2 separate regions of the Sus scrofa genome follow, and region 1 is linked to region 2. A link is a contact called in public Hi-C data. All regions are on one chromosome and are shown on one strand. The core of a region is the stretch at or near the end of the contact, and the rest is flanking DNA. Distances in the headings are between cores, read along the strand shown.

Region 1 (2,785 bases), core at 173-2,672, 97 kb before region 2:
CCTGCTCCCCCTGTGCTGTGTGTGTGTGTGTGTGCACACGCGTGCACACATGCGACCAGAGGAAATGGTTCACACCCCGGGCAATGGTGGGGGCCGGAGCGGGTGGCCCAGGCCCAGGGATGAAAGGAGCCAGAGGAGGAAATGGGGTGGGGGCGGGGCGGGAGATGCAGAAGCAGCTGGAAGAAACGCCTTCCACACCGAGAAGGACTGATGGGGACCACGGGGGTGCCCAGGACAGATCCTCAGCGCCCTGACGTCCAGTCTTGTTTCCTGAAGCCCCGGGGATCCTCCGAGGTGGATGGAAAGGAAGGCTTTCCCTTCGGGTGTGTGTGTGTGTGTGTGTGTGTGTGTGCTCAGGTCTCATTTTCCATTTCGCTGTCTTCCTGACCCCAGAAAGAATTTCCGTGAGCCTCTCCACCCTTCCCCAGGCTGCACGTGGATGGGCACGCACCAGCACACACACACACACTCGTGCGCACACGCACACACGCACACACACACACACCAGCTCTCCTGTGGGTTGTACCTAGGCCTGACAGGAAACCGGACTCTGGGAAACTTCAGGCCCCACCTTTGGCACAAAACCATGTTTTTTTGTTGCTGCTCACTTAAAGGAACAGAAAGTGGGGGCGACCTGGGGCAGTTTACGTTCAGAAGAGCAGATTGTTGCCAAAAGTGTCCCGTACGGCTGAGGGCCTGTCCTGGAGTTTTGGGTCCCGGCTCCAGAGGGCTGTCGAGGTCCAGGCGGCCACACTGAGGCCCGACCTTTCTGGTCCTGGGCCCATCACCCGGTCCAGAGCCCCCCAAGCTGGCTGAGTGCAGGCGGCTCTTAAGTCACCTGGGAAACCTGCTAAAATGCAGGTTCCAGGCCTCCTCGGGGACCCCAGGGTCAGAGGAAAGGGCAGCCGGCTCCCGGGAGTGAGCTGGGTTGGGACACCAGGACGGAGGGAGGCCCCACAGCGGTGCTCGGGGAGCAGAGGGGCTGCCCTGGCCGGGGACACGGGAACACAGGGACTCGTGGACCGGAGCTCGGGGTGAGCGGCTGCCTGACCTTGCCAATAGGACAATGTACTGGACGCAGACTTTGGCTGCAGTGGGGAGGGGACACTGTGCCAACTAGGCCAGCCTTGCTCAGGCCCTGGATCGGCCCTGCGGCTGCCGTAACACGTAACCACGATCCAGGGCTCCAAGAACAGGACTCCCAACTGATTCCTTCTGGAGGCTCAGAGGGGAACCCTCCAGTCTCCGCTTCTGCCACCACGTGGCCTTCTCCCCTGTGTGTCTCTGGGCCCAGATCACCACCCTTTCTCTCATAAAGGGACCAGGATTTAGGGGCCCGCTGTCACCCACGATATTCTCACATCTGCAAAGGCCTGATCCAAATAAGGCCCCACGTTCACAGGTGCTGGGCAGTAGTTTCAGCATATCTCTGGGCAGCACAGCTCAACCTGTGACAAAGCCCCGTCTGCAGAGGGGCCTGTCCAGGGCTCAGTCCTGGAGGCGGATGTGGACGGACAGGTGAGGGGCCGGCCCCGCTAGAGGGCTTGAGGCGGGTCAGAGAGGGGCTGTGGCAGGGCGCTGGCGGTTGCCTGGACGGGAGCCCCACGGAGCAGAAGAGCTACAGTCACTGTCCACACATGGCTGGAGGTTGTCCGTAGAAAGAGGAAGCTTCTTTTGTGTCCCTTCAGAACCCAAAACCGGAACCAGAGATGCGGACACTAACAACAGAAGGTGGAGTTTGACTCATTATGGAAAGAGGCAGTTTTCTCACAGTTTCACTTTCTGACAATGGAGCGAGCAGTTCTGTAAAGTAGTGAGTCCCCCGGCCTAGGAGTATTCAAGTAGAGGCTGTGTGGAAGTCGCTCAGGATGGCCGCAGAAGGGACCTCAGGTTCTGGCTAATGGCAGGTGTCTGTTACTTTATGAGAACTCAAATTTCAAAGTGTAATATTACTGGGACTATACCTAGGACAAGGGCCCTCCATCACCAGACTCCAGGCACTCTGGGCTTCAGGAGGGGATCAGGCTGGGCTTGATCCTACCACCTTTCTCCTGTGTCCCTTCTCTTGGACCCTCTGTGTCGACCAACAGCTCCCAAAAGCTCAAGTCACCTGGTTCCTATGGAAACAGAGCCCGGTCCAGATGTCATCATTCAGAACCGTGTCAGATGGGTTCCGGGTGAGCACGGGCAGGGAGTCACGTGTATGTGTGAAGACGTGCCCGTGCCTTCCACGTGTTGGTGCATACACGCACGCTTGCACTTGGGGGCTAGAGGCGGCTCTGATCGGAGAGGCAGATCCCTCCCTGCAGAGACCCTCCGGCCCAGTGGTCACTAGAACGGGGCTCAGCATCAGCTGCTCCTCCTGGCTCAAATGGGTGGCTTCAGAAACACCTGCTATTCAAGTTCACGACATGTCACGCTCTCTTTTAAGCCCATAATACCAGGTGTCTTAGTTTACTTATGTAGCCAAGCTAGAGAAGTGGTTTTTGTCCCAGGCCCTGTCCTAAGTACGTTATAGATATTAACGCAGCGTCATGATGAGCCTGCGAAGGAGGTGGTGTGGTCCCCGTTTTGTAAGTGAGGCAGTTGAGGCATCCGGGGGGTGGGGGGACTTACCCAGGACCTTCCCCCGCCCCCCAAGCGCACTCACACCCTCGTTCGGTGGTTGCTCCTTCTCCTCTGATTCGATGCAGGTCTCCCGCCGGCCGACCAGAGCCCTGGTCAGGGTCCAGGGCTCCCCTTGGCCCTGAGGGCCATTCTTGCAGCCTGGTCTCTCCAGCCTGGC
Region 2 (2,769 bases), core at 27-2,526:
GCCTGCCAGGGCCTCTGCTCTCCCCCCGGGGCGGGGGGGGGTCCTGAGGGCAGACCCCAAAGTGCCCTGGCGGGTAGGTGCAGGGGGAGGAGCTCTCGTGCTTGTGGGGGACGTCAGGGGGTGGGCAGAGTTGGGGTTGCCGACCAGGGTGCCTCCCAGCGGGGGGCCCTTGCAGGAATGGCCCCTCACCTGTGCAGGAGGCCAGGCCCTTCCCCCAGTGAAAAGGATGGCGCTTGTCGTGTTTTTATGATGACTTCTCAAGCGGGGGCCCTGGTGGGCAGGATGTTTGCTTTGGTTCGAGTTTCTGCCCTGGATGTCAGTGCCTGCGGAGGGGCCAGCCGGAGCCTCCCTCGCTCTGCGGCTCCCAGGGCCCACGGAGGGAAGTGTGGGGGTTCGGGGGTGGCTCTGCCCGGGAGGGGGTGGGGGATGGAGGGGGATGTGGGGGTGGGCGGGGGGCCGGCCCAGTCCCGGGCAGAATGGCTCCCAGAGCCACAGACAGATGGAAGCAATTTTTGGTCACGTGGGGCAGGGGCTGAACTGCTGCCCCAAAAGACAAGGCCCCATGTCTGTCTCCAGGAAGCAGCCCCAAAGCCACACGTCCAGGCCAGATGCAGCTCTGCTCTTTGTTTATTTAAAGATGCTGGAGCCTGGGGCAGAGTGTTTCTGAAGAGTGAGCAGAGGCCTTCTGAGCCTTCCCTGCCGACCAGGGAGGAGGCCCCCCAGTGGCGGCTAAATGGGGGTCCCTGCCTCCTGGGCCCCTCGCCCTTCCCTGGCCTGGGGGGTGGGGGCAGCGTGGATCCGAGGCCTCAAGTGTGCGCCTGTTGTTAGGACAGCTGCGTGGCCCCCGCGGGTTTAATGCGTTAGGCTCCTGGCCCGTCTGTTCTGTAGGAAGGGCTGTGCTTCGTCCAGGCTGCGGAGACTGGGACCGACCCCCAGCCCCACCCTGTCTCTGGGATTTATAACCTGGGGTCCCTGTCCTCCTTCCTGGGAGGATGGAGACAGATGTGGCTGCAGAGGCCCGAGCCCAGGGGCGAAGCAGGGGGTCAGCATCCGGTTATTCCCCCAGGAAGTGGAAACGCACTATCCGAAAGCCCCGCTGTGGCCTCTGGCCTGGCGACCTGTGTCCTGCTGCTTCCTGGGGGCGGGGGTGGGGGCGGGGGATGGGTGGCAGGCATCTGAAAGGAAGGCTGCATGCCCAGCCCTGCCTCCTGGGCCCACATCCAGAGCTGATTGCAGGGGAACCAGCAGCCCCTCCCTGGGGGCTGGCAGGCGGGGCTCGCGGGGCGAGGCTGGCGGTGGAGGAGGCTTCAGGCCCGCGCTGTGTGGTCCCTTCCCGGGAGCTCGGGGTGCCCCAGGAGAAGAGACTGTGAGCCTCCTTGGCGGGGGGGAGGATGAAGCCAAAACTCCTTGGCTGGCAAAGTGGGTGGGGAGAGCCTGGACTCTTGGGGGCAGGGAAGGGGGCGCTAGGAGGCCAGCCCGGGAAAGGTGTGGCCTGGGCATGTGCTGTGGGGCTCATGGGGACGTGGCCAGTGTGCTCCAGCCGGACCCTGTGGGGAGCCTGCACTGTTCTGAGTGCCCTGACCAGCCTCTCTGGGCGTGTGCACCTCAGGCCCCACTGGGCCCCTTCTGGGTGTCCCCCTCCCCCACTCCTGCCCCCAGGCCTGGGCATGTGGACTTCTGAAAAGAGGAAGCTTCCAGCCTATAGATCACAGAAGCCTGAGTTATTTTGAGCCTTTCCGCCCCATTTGCAGACCTGAAAGCAAAGCCTTGCCCTGGCCTGTGGGTGTGGGGCCTGCAGGTGCCAGGCGGCCGGAATGAAGACGGCCACCAGGATCTAGTCCAGGGTGGGAGGCAAGGGCAGTGCCCCCAGGTGCTGCCCAGGTCCCTCTCCCTCCTGCCGTCTCCTGGGAACACCTGGGCCCTGAGGAGCGGGGCTCTGCACCCAGACACTCCTGCCTGCAAAGGAGCCCCTCCTCCCAGCACTGCCGCCACCCCGGGGCTGTTGGCACACACCCTGGACGGAGCCAGCGCTGGCTCCCTCCCTCCTTCCTGCAGGAGGCTGCCCCCTTCTATGTTCTGGCTCACAGGTTGGCCCAAACGCTGGCTGTTTGACCCCAAGGGCTCTTAGGCTGTCAGGCCGCAGCAGGTGTTGGGGACTGTCTGAGTCAGTGAAGGAGATGGAGGGGCCCACCTGGGTACCTTGGCTGGGCAGGGTGGAGGCTGGGCAGGGTGGAGGTGGGCAGGATGGAGGTGGGCAGGGTGGGGGTGGGACAGAGAGGGCGCTCCCTTCCCTCAGGGCAGTTCTGGGTGCAGCTCAGGTGAGGAAGAGGAGGTTGGGGGGGTCAGCCTGCCCTGGAGCTGGGGGAGGGGCACCAGGTGGGCAGGGCTGATGGTTTGCCATCTGGACTGAGGCTCCTGCTCCGGGGCTTCCTCAGGGGTCTCTTGAGCAGCTCAGTCTCCCCACCTGAGGATGTGGGGGCTTAGCAGACACCTGCCTGGGACCCCCGCCACCCCTAATGCGCCCTCTCCTCTTTCTGCAGCCTCTGAGGTGGCTCCGGGCAGCACTGGCGACATGGCCGACACCCCCAGAGATGCGGGGCTCAAGCAGGCGCCTGCGCCGCGGAACGAGAAGGCCCCCGTGGACTTCGGCTACGTGGGGATCGACTCCATCCTGGAGCAGATGCGCAGGAAGGCGATGAAGCAGGGCTTCGAGTTCAACATCATGGTGGTCGGTGAGTCCCCGCCCCACCGCCGCTCGGACCCACGCAG

Evidence for each region. A called contact is a pair of places that touch in the nucleus more often than the background predicts.
Region 1: a contact with region 2 is called in a Hi-C map of omental adipose tissue, with 1.9 times the contacts expected there. The contact joins two enhancer-like sites. A contact is called at or near these places in 1 of 5 promoter capture datasets (fetal skeletal muscle), 27 of 47 Hi-C or Micro-C datasets (adipose tissue, alveolar macrophages, blood and 14 more) and 2 of 2 datasets of contacts at active chromatin or transcription factors (alveolar macrophages and skeletal muscle).

Annotation. Positions count from the first base shown.
Region 1 is chr12:4,363,933-4,366,717 of Sscrofa11.1, reverse strand. No RefSeq gene overlaps it. Among named protein-coding and RNA genes, the nearest start is that of SEPT9, 18 kb to the right of the region's middle. Within about 2 kb of position 1,422, at least 26 of the 83 cell types and tissues checked have an H3K27ac peak or open chromatin away from gene starts, as enhancers often do. A contact at or near this core is called in adipose tissue, alveolar macrophages, fetal liver and 4 more, where this site is marked.
Region 2 is chr12:4,266,683-4,269,451 of Sscrofa11.1, reverse strand. SEPT9 (septin-9) reads left to right here. Exons shown (of 12, transcript XM_005653856.3): 4 at 2,541-2,732. Among named protein-coding and RNA genes, the nearest start is that of SEPT9, 79 kb to the left of the region's middle. Within about 2 kb of position 1,276, at least 39 of the 83 cell types and tissues checked have an H3K27ac peak or open chromatin away from gene starts, as enhancers often do. A contact at or near this core is called in adipose tissue, alveolar macrophages, fetal liver and 4 more, where this site is marked.